Linked DNA regions of Hordeum vulgare: region 1 is linked to region 2. A link is a contact called in public Hi-C data. All regions are on one chromosome and are shown on one strand. Each heading gives the region's core, a stretch centred on a gene start, on an enhancer-like site or on the middle of the called end of the contact. The rest is flanking DNA. Distances are from core to core; before and after follow the strand shown. Region 1 holds the start of LOC123412665 (deoxyribodipyrimidine photo-lyase). Region 2 holds the start of LOC123407793 (50S ribosomal protein 6, chloroplastic).

Region 1 (6,687 bases), core at 492-2,991, 390 kb after region 2:
ATTTTGAAATGGAGAACAATTTTGAAAACCCCAAACAAATTTGGAAGTCTGAACAATTTTTAAAAGCACGAACATTTTTTGAATCTGAAGAACAAATTTTGAAAATAAGAACATTTTTTGGTTCGTTTTTTATTTCCTTTTTCCATTTCTTTTGTATTTGAAGCAATAAGATTTTTCCAATTTGAAGAACAATTATGAAAAATCGTGAACAAATTTGGAAGTGCGAACAATTTTTTAAAGCACGAATATTTTTGAATCTTGAGAACAAAATTTTACAAAGCAGAACAGTTTTGAGAAACTCCGACAAATTTGAAAGCGCGATTTTTTTTTAAAACACGAACATTTTTTGAAATTTGAGAACAAATTTTGAAACCGAGAACATTTTTGAAAAACGTGAATAAATTTAGAAGCGCGAACAATTTTTGAAATCATGAACATGTTTTAATATTTAGAACAAAATTTTGAAAAGGAGAACGATTTTCAAAAACCATGATCAAATTTGAAAGCGCGAGCAAATTTGTAAAGCACGAACATTTTTGAATTTTGAAAACAAATTTCAAAACCGTGAACAAGTTTGGAAGCGCGAAAAGTTTTTTTAGAGCACGGACATTTTTTGAATCTTGAGAACAAAATTTAGAAATGGATATCAATTTTGAAAAGCCCCAAACAAATTTGGAAGCGCGGACAAATTTTTAAAGCACAAACATTTTTTGAATTATGAGAATAAATTTTGAAACAGACAACAATTTTGTAAAAACTTGAATAAATTTGGAAACGCGAACAATTTTTTAAAAGCACGAATTTTTTTTAATCTTTAGAACAAAATTTGGAAAAGGGGAACAATTTTGAAAAACCACAAACAAATTTGAAAGCGCGAACAAATATGTAAAAGCACGAACATTTTTGAATTTTAAGAACAAATTTTGAAACCGATAACAATTTTGAAAAATAGTGAACGAATTTGGAAGTGTAAACAAGTTTTCTAGAGCATGGATATTTTCTGAATCTTGAGAACAAATTTTTGAAATGGAGGCCAATTTTGAAAACCCAAACAAATTTAGAAGCACGAACAAAATTTTAAAGCATGAACATTTTTCAAATTTTGAGAACAAATTTTGTAATCGAGAAAAGTTTTGAAAAATCCTAAACAAATTTGAAAATGCGTACAATTTTTTAAAGCATGAACATTTTTTAGATTTTGAGAACAAGTTCTGAAACGAAGAACAAAATTGAATCTTAAGAACAAATTTTGGAATGAAGGGCAATTTTTTGAAATTATGGAACATTTTTTAAAAATCAAGAATATTTTTTGATAATTCAAAAACATTTTTTGAAACAGAAACCGAAATAAAAAAGAAACGAAAAAAATAAAAAAAATAAAAAATAGAAAAACCTATTCAGAAAACTTTGTAGAAGTTTCCCAAAACCGGAAAACTGGTAGAAACTTCAAAGGTTTCCAAACTACGAATAGGATTTTCCTCTATTTTGTAGTAGTTTGGTGCGTTATAGACGTGCGATAAAATAAACGCTGGCTTTGCTCTCTCTCTTTTTTTTCCCCCTCTTCCTCTCTCAGGGTTGCTCTAACCAGGCCGTATTTGCCGTAGCGTTTAGTGTGGACCCATGGCCCTTTTTGTTTAGTGTGGACCTATGGCCCTTACGTGGCCGTTTTCTGGCCATAACTCACACCACCTCGTGAAGTGCCTGCCAAGACCCAATTTATACACCATCAACCCTGAGACCCAATCACCCAAACAGCCCAGTAGCCAAAAGCTCCAGCCTTCCTACACCGAGAGCACCCAAAGTGCAGGCGCAAGTTTGATCAACCCCCGCATTCCCTCCCTCTTCTTTCGTCCCCGTCGAACCGTCTCCCACCGCGCGATGGCGCCGACCGCAAGCCCTAGCCCAGGCCCGGTGGTCACCGCACCGGTCCACCAAGCTCGCGTGCGGGTGCTCCACCCGGGGCAGGGCCTGCCCCCTGCTGGCGCGAAGCCTGGCCCGGTGGTCTACTGGATGCTGCGAGACCAGCGGCTAGCCGACAACTGGGCGCTCCTCCACGCGGCGAGCCTCGCCGCCGCTTCCGCGGCGCCGCTCGCCGTCGCGTTCTCCCTGTTCCCGAAGCCGTTCCTCCTCTCCGCGCGCCGCCGGCAACTCGGATTCCTCCTCCGTGGCCTCCGCCGGCTCGCCGCCGACGCTGCCACCCGCCGCATCCCCTTCTTCCTCCTTACCGGTACGCCTTTCGCCTTGATCCCCTTCTGGTGGCCGACTTTATAGGCTCCGCTTTTCGAAAAAGGGAATCGATTTCCCGGTACGAGAAATGTACTGTAACCGTTTAATAACGTTTCGCTGACAGGTGGGCCCACTGAGATACCAGCGCTGGTGTGGCGGCTCGGGGCGTCGGCGCTGGTCGCCGACTTCTCACCGCTCCGGCCGGTTCGCGAGGCGCTGGACGCAGTGGTCGGCACGCTGGGGCGGGATGCTGCCAGTGTGGCTGTTCACCAGGTAGAATTCGAATCGGAATCACAAGGGAAGTTGCAGTCGTTTTCAGCGGAATTCGACTGAGAGACATGCGGGCTTTGTGGCATTGGCACACAGGTAGACGCGCACAACGTGGTGCCGGTATGGGCGGCATCGGGGAAGCTGGAGTACTCTGCCAAGACCTTCAGAAGCAAGATGAACAAGGTCTTGGACGAGTACCTGGTCGAGTTCCCCGAGTTAGCACAGGTGGTGCCATGGGACAGGGAGCAGCCAAAGGACATTGATTGGGATATGCTGATTGACACGGTTTGCAGGTCCGGATGCGTTGCGACAAATTTACTGCATATGTGATTTGGACTGAAGAAATTTGTTATGAGTGGTGTTTGATTCTTTGCTGATGTTGCAGCCAGGCAGAGGACGTGCCTGAGATTGACTGGTGTGAGCCGGGCGAGGCGGCGGCAATGGAGGCACTTCTGGGTACCAAGGATGGGTTCCTAACGAAAAGGATTAAGAGCTATGATTCGGACCGGAATTATCCCACAAAGCCAACGGCATTGTCTGGCCTCTCTCCCTACCTGCATTTTGGGCATATTTCAGCACAAAGATGTGCTCTCGAGGCAAAAAAGCGTCGCCATCTTAGTCCCAAGGTGCCATTGTTTTCTTTGTCAAGCTTTTGGTTTGAGACCCATGCAATAAAATAATATATCATTAGATGTCAGAATATATTTCTTCTTAATAGTACCAAACTGCAAATCTGAAATATCAATTGTTTGGGAACAGTCAGTGGATGCTTTCTTGGAGGAGCTGATAATAAGGAGGGAGCTAGCCGACAATTTCTGCTACTATCAGCCTCACTATGATTCGGTAGCAGGTGCTTGGGAGTGGGCGAGGAAGACACTGAAGGATCATGCTGCCGACAAAAGAGAACACATTTACACGTAAGATACTATTTGGGCTATATATGTATATCTGCTTGTCAGCAGTGAGGCAAAAGGCTCCTTAACTAGAATTTACCTTGGCTTGCAGGAGGGAGCAGCTTGAGAATGCAAAAACAGCTGATCCTGTATGTTTTAAAAAACACGTTCTACTACTGGAGATAACTCTCATTTACTAATCGAGTTATGTGTTCTCTTCCTTGATTCTTCATCAGCTCTGGAATGCATCACAGTTGGAGATGGTCCACCATGGAAAAATGCATGGATTCATGCGGTAAAATAAATTATGCCTAGTTGCCTACTTTAGATATCATATTTTTAATGCATTTTATTTGATATTTCATTATTTTGATGTCATTTGGGCTGGTATGAATTGCGTGAGATTATTCTTGTTGCTAAAAATATGAAAAACTAAACTAATTATGCCCTATAAATACTCACTCCCTTCCTAAATATAAGTCTTTTTAGAGATTCCACTATGAACTACATACGGATGTATGTAGACATACTTTAGAGTGTGGATTCATTCATTTTGCTCCGTATGTAGTCCGTAGTGAAATCTCTAAAAAAAAACTTATATTTAGGAACGTAGGAAGTATAATCCAGGAACGGTGGCAAATCTGTGCGATTTAGCCCATGAAGATCTTGCAGGTCCAAGTAGGTGGCAAATCTGAGCGATTTAGAAAAAGAACATTTGAGCACCTATGCTCCACTTTCATCTTGGGGTCACAAGCCGTGTAGTTTACTTCTGCAGTTAAGTTCATTGTAAAGCATACTGCTCTGCCCTGATATGGTGGTTTTCTGCAGAATGTATTGGGCCAAAAAAATTCTAGAATGGACCAGTGGACCTGAAGAAGCACTTTCAATAGCAATATATTTGAATGACAAGGTAATTTTGAGATGTTTGGCAACATTGTAGAGTTTATTATTTTACATTTCTCGGTGCTGGCAAATAGCTTCAATTCATAAAACACATGAAGCACATCATACAGTCATAATGAGTGAGAAACTAAACTTGCCAAATTTTAGTGTAAGATCCTATGCATTTACAGATCTCCTGAAAACACCGAACCATCAGTTGCAAGAGCCTACATTTGATTAAATTTGTTTATAGTACTAATTATGGGACAACAGAAATCGTGTTGATATGTGGCATAACAAGTGAAGTTGACGCCGGGTTGAAATCAGCTGATCACTGCAAACTCTGGCGAAACAAGTCCAGCAGCCATGGGTATCACCTGGACAATCCAAAGGGATCACATAGCAATTAGAAGCATCACAGCCCGATCCAACGCACTTTAGTTACCAACTAGTGTGCACGCAGATATTGTCTCCCTCCAGTCATGGCAATTTTCTGCTTTTCTAGACTCTGAAAAATAACCTGCCCCCTTGTATGACCAGCTAGGCCTTTATTTATAGTGCATCCAGGCACAATGCTATACTGTCTAGGACTCTGTTTCCATGCCCAACAGGAGCATCAGACTAGGACTAATATTTTTAGAACAGACATGAGGACAAAACTGCTTCAGCTACCATTTTGGTAATGTAGTGCACAACTAGATTACCAACTAATACTCGTATTTTACGAAAACCTATGAACCGACTAACTCAACGGCCAGCCTTAAAGAAACTTCCCTGATTCCATGCCCATCACGAGCATCGGGAGAGGCTTCAGCTACCATTTTGAGCAAAGGGTTGAAGTTTTGAAACGGTGTGTGCTATTTTCAGAAGGTTTTCTTGCCTGACTTTGTTCAGCTTAGAATTGTACTTTGTCTAATTTGTTCGATGGCATTTAGCTTGTCAATACCACCAAAGATGTTGTCATGAGTTTATGACCTACAAGTATTTCTGTCGCCTATGCTGGAGAGAAGAACATCGTTTAATGTTCTTTGTGAATGGTGATTGTTCTGAAGATGTTTTTGTAACTCTTCAGTAATTTCCTTTTAGTCACAAGTGGCAAATAGATGTCCAAGTTACGTCTAATAATCAAGAGAAATTTTGCTTGGTTGGTTCTTTTACAACAAGTTAGATGTAAGATGTCCATTACAAGGGGAAAAAGATCCCCAGGTGATAGCTTGAAACTATATCGTAACCACCATTTTATGTTTCCTAGTTCATGTTATTGGCTGTTCACTTTTAAGTACTTGGAATGATTGGTAAGTCTTTTTAGAAAGCTAAAAAGTTCTGCTTCTCATTGCATTGCTACAAATAAAATGGTTACAAAGCTAAGACTAGGCATAGCAACTGAACACAACCACGGAGGACGACAACTAACAACCGTTAGACAGTCGTTAGTTGTTACAACAGACAAACCATCAACAAACCATCAACCGGCACCGGCCGTAATCTGTTGCAGTATGTGTTTGAACTAAATCTTTGGAATTAATCTGTTGCAGTATCACATAGACGGCAGGGACCCCAATGGCTATGTTGGTTGCATGTGGTCTATATGTGGCCTCCATGATCAGGTTTGTAAGATCCTTTTTTGCATTTGAACCCTTGAAATCCTATTTGGAAGCGCATTTATTAATCACAGTTTGGAGGCTTGCGAGCAGTTTTTACAACCATACTATTTTCTTAGGGTTGGAAGGAGCGTCCGGTATTTGGAAAGATACGTTACATGAATTATGCTGGTTGCAAGAGAAAATTAGACGTTGATGCCTACATTTCTTACGTCAAAAGATTGGTTGCTCAACGCAAGAAAAGGAAATTGGAGGAATCTCTGAATTCAGCAGCCAAGTACTCAAAGTCTGAGGACTAGTCCAACTACTAACTGTACTTCCGCATTGATTTTGATTCTGGTCTATAGTGGTAATTGGCAGTTAATGACTAACTTAAATATTGTAATTAATTGTTTGTTCATTTTAACTTGTGGGTCACATAGGCATTTGATCACCTAACACTCCAACAATAAGAATGTAGAGGCATGCTCTTTCGCTCCATGATGCACTTTTGAGAAACCTTCGATGTATCTTCGTACCCACGTTGTCGCATCCTCTTACCATGCTTCTCCATGAGAAACTAGACCATCGCCCCCTCTTGCTCCCTCAATGATGATAGCATCTCAGAACTCTGAGGTGCAATGACATGTGACAGCCCGAGACCGACGTTCCAAAAGATTCCCCCTTTATTCCGTTGCCGCCGTGCGGTTGGATTGTCTATCACATTCATCATCGCATCATCCGCATTGTATTGGTGTTCTGTTGCCACCAGTTTTCAAAACTTGCATCCGTTAGTAGCCTTCGGTTCTCTTCGTTTTCGTCGTTGACCGTTTTGA
Region 2 (6,920 bases), core at 371-2,870:
TGGTGATAACGTGTTAGAGTAAAATGAGATTGAATGAAAGTGAATGGATGATCAGTCCTGATTTTTATTGATTCTCAAGTATATATACATCTGGAAGAGGTGGGAATAACAGGTGTCTGTTCGGAGGCATTCCTCCAGAACAGGTGCCTGTTGGCAATAGAGAGAGGGAAGAGACATGCATGTTTGGAGTTGGATACACCCTTTGCTAATTAATTTCTAACACGTGTGACACACGACGCACGGACGGGCATGGGAAGGGGGGAGGGAGGGTCGCCGCCCTATGAAGATGACCCCGGACACGCCCCTGTGATCCACCCGTCATGGACCACCCAACTGAGTTGCCCGAGTCCGAGCCGTGTGGGTAAATCAAACGCCTTAGAGAGCCCAAGAAGCCCCCCCCCTACACACACGCCTCCCAACACGCCAACTGGAATCAGACGACGTGGAGGCTCTCACAACCTGCAAGGCGCCTAGGAAGGCGGGTACTCGAGCATTCTTTATACAAGAGTAATGATTATGGAAGATGTTTCGCATCTACACGCCGGCGGAAGCGTTCCGCTGGTCGCTATCGCTCGCTCTGTCAGATCCCCCGCTCGCATCCAGTTTTCCCCCTTTCCTCTCTCCTTATTCCTCTCGTCTCCGTTGGATCCATTTTGTTTCCGTCAGATCCAGGTGGACGGAAAAGCTACATCCGGCTACACGAGAGCTGCAACCGATAGAGAGACGAGCTGCAAACAGAAAGGCGGCGGGGCGGGTGATCCCATGGCCGGCAAGTGAGTTTACTGCAGGAGGACCTACACGGATGGTGTCGCGAATGCTACAACCACGTACCACAAAAGCTAGAAGCGTCCAAAAAAAGCTACAACCGTTGATCAGAAAAGCTACAACCACGCCCGCGAGAGTTGTAACCAAAGTTCACCGAAGTTGTAGCCTGAGTTGCAACCATGATGGAAAAATGTTGCAACCATTATACAAATTTTCTACATCCGACATTCTGTTTTGTTGCAACCGTATTGTTTTTTTGCTACAATCGTTGGCATGGCCGAGTTGCAACCATGATGAAAAAATGCTACAACCATTATACAAATTTGCTACATCCGTCGTTCTGTTTTGTTACAACCGTATTGTTTTTTTGCTACCACCGACAAAAAAAATTTGCTTCACGGGAGGCGAGATGTTGGTGGTGGGTTGCTGCGAACCACAACGTCGACGACGAGCGTGGTGAGTAGACTGACGATGGGACGACGACGATGAGCACGCGGGAGCCCGCGGGGCTACCCGCAGACGGCGACGCGTGCGAGATGTAGGGGGAGGCGAAGGATCAGGATGTTGGTTGAGCTGCGTGAGGAGGACGAATGAGCAGGGGGAGATCCAACGATGCAGAAGCCTCCAATCGTACTGCTGCGCTGCGACCTGTGCGAGTTTTCAGGCCGGCCCGCGCCCAGTACTGCCGCGCGCCAGTACTGCCCAATGTTTATAGCCTTATCATTATCATTAGTGCGGGGAAACTTGGACGGTAGGATTTCATACGTTCCAACATGAACCGTCAGATTTTGCTGGGCACTTGGGATCCCCGGATGTGTATCCAAAACCCAATCCAATCCAATCCAAAGCCATCCTCCCTCCTTTCTTATCCCAAACACAACACTCGTGTAGCTCTCCCCTGGTCGAAGCAGAGGCATTTCGACGAAAATGTCGCTCGTCACAGCCTTTCTCGCGGGCTCAGCGGCGCCGGCGGTCGCGCCACGGTCCGCCCGCCCGTCGGTGGGCTTCTTTGGGGTCGACGGAGGGTGCGCGCTGTCGGTGGAGTGCTCGTCGCGGCCGCAGAAGAAAGGGACCAAGCACCATATGAAGACGCGGCCCAAGAAGACGCAGCGGTGGGACATCAAGCGCCGCCCCATTCAATACGAGCCGCTGCCGGCGCTTCCCGATGACTGGACGCTTGTAGCTGCCGGCGAGAAGGAAGATGAGTCGCCGCAGGATGCGGAGACCACGCCCGCCGCCGCCGTCGAGGTCGAGGTGGTCGCCGCCCCTGCCGCCGCAGACTGACGCCGTGAAGTCCACTGCGTCCTCTCTGTATTTTATTTCCTTGAACTCTCCGCACGCATGGTTTTTGCTTGAGACTATTCACTGCTGTTACACTTCGCAATTACAATCCTGAATTCTACTGGAGTGAAAGGTTCAAGTGCTTGCTTTGCTCGATGATTTATGGTTTCACGTTGTGTGTATTTCGATTTTACCTAGTGTTTCTCGGTTCGACCATGGGTTGGTGATAGGCTCAAGCTGTCAAAGCATTACAAAGGGGCAACAGGAATGTGGCTACGACAAAATGCTGGTGGGTAAATTCTTTTGAGTGCTGCCTAGTATATACCATCTCCCAGATTGATTTTTGGTGGTATGTCTGAGCTGGAGACATTGGTTATAAGAAGTACATTTGTGACCACACTCTCTCAAAGCTAAAATACCTTCGCACATGTCTCGTGCCTAGTGATAATGTGCTTCCCAGCAGTTATGACATGAGGAATTGATCAGCCCTTGAAGGGATTTTGCTTGGCAACTTACAAGAGCTATGCGCAGAAAAAGTATGTTCATGACTTGGATGAGCATGGTGTGAAAGCGCCCACAGGGATTGGGAGAATGAAGGCCCTGCATACACCTAGTGTTGTCAACACTGCATGAGGTAAGTCCATTCTGAAGGATCTGAGTGAGCTTACTCAGTTGCATAAGCTTGGGACGGAGTGACCGGCATCAACAAGAAAAGCTGCAAGGAGCTCTGCTCTGTTACCATCGACCATGCCTGTTTGATGTCCGTATCGATGTACTCTTGAGGGTGAGCCTGGGTTAGAACTTAGAAGGATGTCTAGATAAATTGTCCCCACCTTCAGATGGCCTTCATAGCCTTAAGTTGTATGGCTATCTAGTCAAATTGCCATTGACCACATGGATCGAATAGCTACAGTGCTAGCCATGGTAACTCTATGGAATACCCAAATGAGTCATGTTGACATAGTACTAGTAGTAATGGGAAAGCTGACAAATCTTGTCATTTCTACGTCTTCATAACAAGTCGTTTGAAAAGGGAGAACTCCACTTCCATTTTCAACCCGAGACCTTCGCAAGGCAAACAATTTCTTGAGCTTGCAAACCTATTTGGCCTTAAACCGAACAAGTTTGAAGAAAAAACAACTCCTAAGCTTGAGCTGCTACAGGTACACGATTGTTCTGTAAGCGACACCAAGGGGTTCTCTAGGATACAAATTTTACCAAGTCTAAAGGAAGTTTCTATCAATGGCGATAACAGTGGCTTTGGTGAAAAGTTCAAGAAAGCCTTGTGGGACCAAGTGGCCAAAAGCCATAACAAACCAAATCTCAATACGGAGCATTTTGTTTGAAGCACCAGTCCAGACTGCTGCTTTGACCTCTCTCCTCTCGTACGATTCTTCTCACAAATATTTCTCACTCTCTGCATTCCTTCCAACATGTGAATGTTTTCAACCTGTTTATATATGTGTCTTATGCGTTTGTTTCCTATTCCTGAAGATGACAATTCCTCTATTTTTAACAAAATACTGCAATTAACTTGTGTGTCTCCATCTCTTTGGGTTCTTTTCACTCTTGTTTAGGATCATTTGGTTATCGTAGTTTGCTTAAAACTGAATATTCTCAACAAAAACGGCACCCCCTCAACTAAAACCACGACACTTACTTTGGATGGGAGGGAGTAGTATATACTTTAGGTGTACCAGTTGCAAGGAGAGATAAGCCTGCACCATTTCTTATTCCCACCAGATTTCAGTCATAACACTAATACACAGCATTTTCTTATGCGTCCTGAATGATTGCTAAACTCGGTTAGATATGCTCCAGGCAGAAAATCTCGAAAGAAAGAAAAAAGAAATTTCAAAATTTTACAAAGAGAAGAAAGTCGATATCACAAATTGGACAGGTTTCCCTTTACGTGTACAAGTAAAGATTTCCTCACTGAGTTGTTACAACTGCCTATTGCCGTATGAATATCAGCCTATGCGTCTATTGCCTAGTTCTTGGAGGGGCTGCCCTTTGATGGCAACTCCTTGTAGGAGGCCTGGTCATCGTTGCCGCCAGCAAAGGAACTTCGCACCTGGTTCTGAATTCCAGATTCCTCATCCCCTACCCTACTCTGCTCGTCGCTGGCCCCTGCGACCTGCGCCGTGTCATCGGCCTCCTTGGAGCTCCTGCGTGCAACCAGAGATCTCAGTTGTGAGAAAATGGCATGTCAGATTGCAGCAGCTGCTTAACTGACGACAACAACAATCAGCAGCATTTACCTGTACGAGTAGACCAGAAGGCCCCCAGCTGTGCAGGCAAACGCAACAAAGTACATCCAGTCAACCTGGCAGTGCGCGAACAAACAGGCGGTAAGTACACTTTATCGAGCTTATTGCAATGACCACATCATCCACAGGCTTTAGCTGGCAATTATTTAATCGGAAATTTGCGTCTGCAGAAAATGCAAAGGACGAATCAGACCTTCTCATGGTAAGCGAAGATGCGGATCAGGACAGCCCACATGTCTGAGGTCAGGAGTGAGAGATTTAGCATGGTTGCCCCGCAAATCTGCGATAGGCAAGGGAGACATATATAGATTCAAGATTGTCAGTGAACTCCGAAAAATAGCCAGGAGCACAGGATCATCTGGTAAAGCTCAACAAACCCTCTAGTACCTTCAGCACCGTAGGTACAGTCGAGTAAAACAGGAACATTGCCAATGCGAATCCGATAAAAGGGAACACCTGAAACATTACTGGAGATGAACACAATATTTGTCTTCTTCTTTTTTGTATGGTACGTAGATGGTCATATAGTTTTTTAGCATGTTGTATGTCTGAATATTTTGAGTAATTTCTAAGTGCACCAGTGCCCAAAACGATAATGGGAGAGACTTACCGCGCCGGCATTCCATTTGATCGAATGAAGTTCTTCTCGCTCGAGAACACTTCTGTAGTAATGTCAAGGAACAGTATGTAATGCAGTATGTGATAAATCCCTCAGATACGATGGAAACAAAGTACTGTGAATCATGCAAATGATGAGTAAAAGGTAGGATCATTTTAATACAGTAGAAAATTATCGGAGAAGCTAGAAGATTTGAGTCCAAGGATACATTTGTATGCCACTGATAACTGCTCCAAAAATTCCCAACATAGCCATCAACTCAATTCGGTTGTTCTTCTTGACCAGATATTCCTGAAACATTAGGGAGGAACATTGATAATTTCATTTTAGGAAAGGAAATTGATGAACCTCTTCATGCATTGAGAAAGAGATAAATTATTTTTCAAATGCAAGTAGGGAAAACCAGAAACATAAAATGAAGTGTTTATGGGTTTTAAGAGTTGCTAGTTTACCTCTGTAACATTACTGCAAGCATAAAGCATGGAGCCAACAATTACAAGCAAATCACCCTTCAAAGGTTTGGGTCCTTCTGCAAGAAATTGCAGAAATATATGTTATGATTTTGAATTTTGATATAACAAGTTCAACAATTTTGTAATTTCCTAATCAGGATCCGCGAAAACACTTGCGGAAATAGATATATGGAACTGTAGTAATATAGGTTGATGAGATGTAGTATATCCTTACTAGCTCGGTCAGAAGCATGGACGTCCGAAAATACTACTAATATAAGGCCAGCCACACAAACCCCAACACCAAAGAACTTCCTGAATCCATATTTGGTCTTCAAAAAGATCCAAGTAAGAACAATTACACATGGAATTGACCAACAATCCAGAAGCATCACACTCGTCAAAGATGTGTACTGATAAGACTTGACAACTGCATAAAAAAAGAAAAAAAATATATGTTTTGTTCCCCCAAAACATGGTGTTACATAAAAGCCCCATTGACATTAAACAACGGGGGCATATATAAGATTACATTTTCCGCTTGTGTTAACTACATACCGATATAGTTAGCCTCCACATCAATAATGCCAAGGATCAAGTAGTAGTACCATTTTGTCTGCACAATAAGAAAGTAGAGAACTTCAAGTTATACCGTTGGAGGAATTATATGATTGTGCCACTTGTGAACATTGTGACAACTTGTGCCAAGAAAAACAGTGTAAGCAATAACAGAATCAGAATAAGCATAAACCTTGTCATACATATCGTGATAAAGGTTGCCATCATAGGTCCAGAGTCCAGACTATTGGGATAAGATATTCCAAACTTGTATAGTACAATCACCAATCATGTAGGAGGAGAACAATGCAAACCAAACTACTACTGTACCTACTAGTCAGAAAGAACAAACTAGCTAGCTAGAGGTTGGCCATGTGTTGAAAGCTACAGGCAGCACAAGAGCAGGAATCCCAAATTCCTTACGGTTCTAAGAGTTTGATGGCTTAGCTTTCTGATCATCTCACAGTTCATCCCGAGGCGTACTAAGAACAGAAGAGGACGGAGGAACGTACCGTGAGCGGCTGTCTCCGGTAGAGGAGTATGCCACCGTAGACAAGAGCAAGAAGGATGTAGTTCAAGAGGGACTGTGACGTCGGTGCATTGATACCTGAAAAAATGGCACTGTCAGTTTGCATATCAGAATTGGCACAAGATTAAATAATACTGATAAGCTGAGACTTCAGCGCTTGCATTTTTGTTTTAGTTACTTCAGAAGAGTGCACTCTGTTTCTGAACTGAGGTGACATCGTCCAAACTGGCACAAAAGATCTCAATCGGCTTAAAGAAACTAACAATATCGTTTCCCATGGCAGAGATGATTTGTTTAAAGACTAGAAACTAAAAGGGAGAACCACGCCGCATCAGATGCTGTGTAAACTGTAAAGTCTTGGGAAAAAGCCATGGAACCCCAATATTTAATTGAGAGGCTCCAAAAATCCCCTTTACTGTCGAGTGTCGACCCAAAAGCAACGGAAC

Evidence for each region. Hi-C and Micro-C count contacts between places; a contact is called where the count stands out from the background.
Region 1: a Hi-C map of seedling shows a contact between it and region 2, with 4 times the contacts expected there. The contact joins the promoter of LOC123412665 here to the promoter of LOC123407793 in region 2. A contact is called at or near these places in 2 of 6 Hi-C or Micro-C datasets (leaf and seedling).

Annotation. Positions count from the first base shown.
Region 1 is chr7H:218,569,312-218,575,998 of MorexV3_pseudomolecules_assembly, forward strand. It overlaps LOC123412665 (deoxyribodipyrimidine photo-lyase), which reads left to right and starts at 1,742. Exons shown (of 10, transcript XM_045105612.1): 1 at 1,742-2,227; 2 at 2,351-2,499; 3 at 2,593-2,789; 4 at 2,882-3,122; 5 at 3,256-3,413; 6 at 3,502-3,538; 7 at 3,626-3,684; 8 at 4,218-4,299; 9 at 5,807-5,878; 10 at 5,992-6,370. The coding sequence starts at 1,879. The coding sequence ends at 6,171.
Region 2 is chr7H:218,183,660-218,190,579 of MorexV3_pseudomolecules_assembly, forward strand. It overlaps LOC123407793 (50S ribosomal protein 6, chloroplastic), which reads left to right and starts at 1,621. Exons shown (of 1, transcript XM_045101012.1): 1 at 1,621-2,202. The coding sequence starts at 1,693. The coding sequence ends at 2,049. LOC123407792 (solute carrier family 35 member F1-like) reads right to left here. Exons shown (of 11, transcript XM_045101011.1): 2 at 6,458-6,552; 3 at 5,946-6,003; 4 at 5,623-5,817; 5 at 5,388-5,464; 6 at 5,144-5,226; 7 at 4,927-4,978; 8 at 4,704-4,772; 9 at 4,510-4,596; 10 at 4,308-4,372; 11 at 3,907-4,214. The coding sequence ends at 4,037.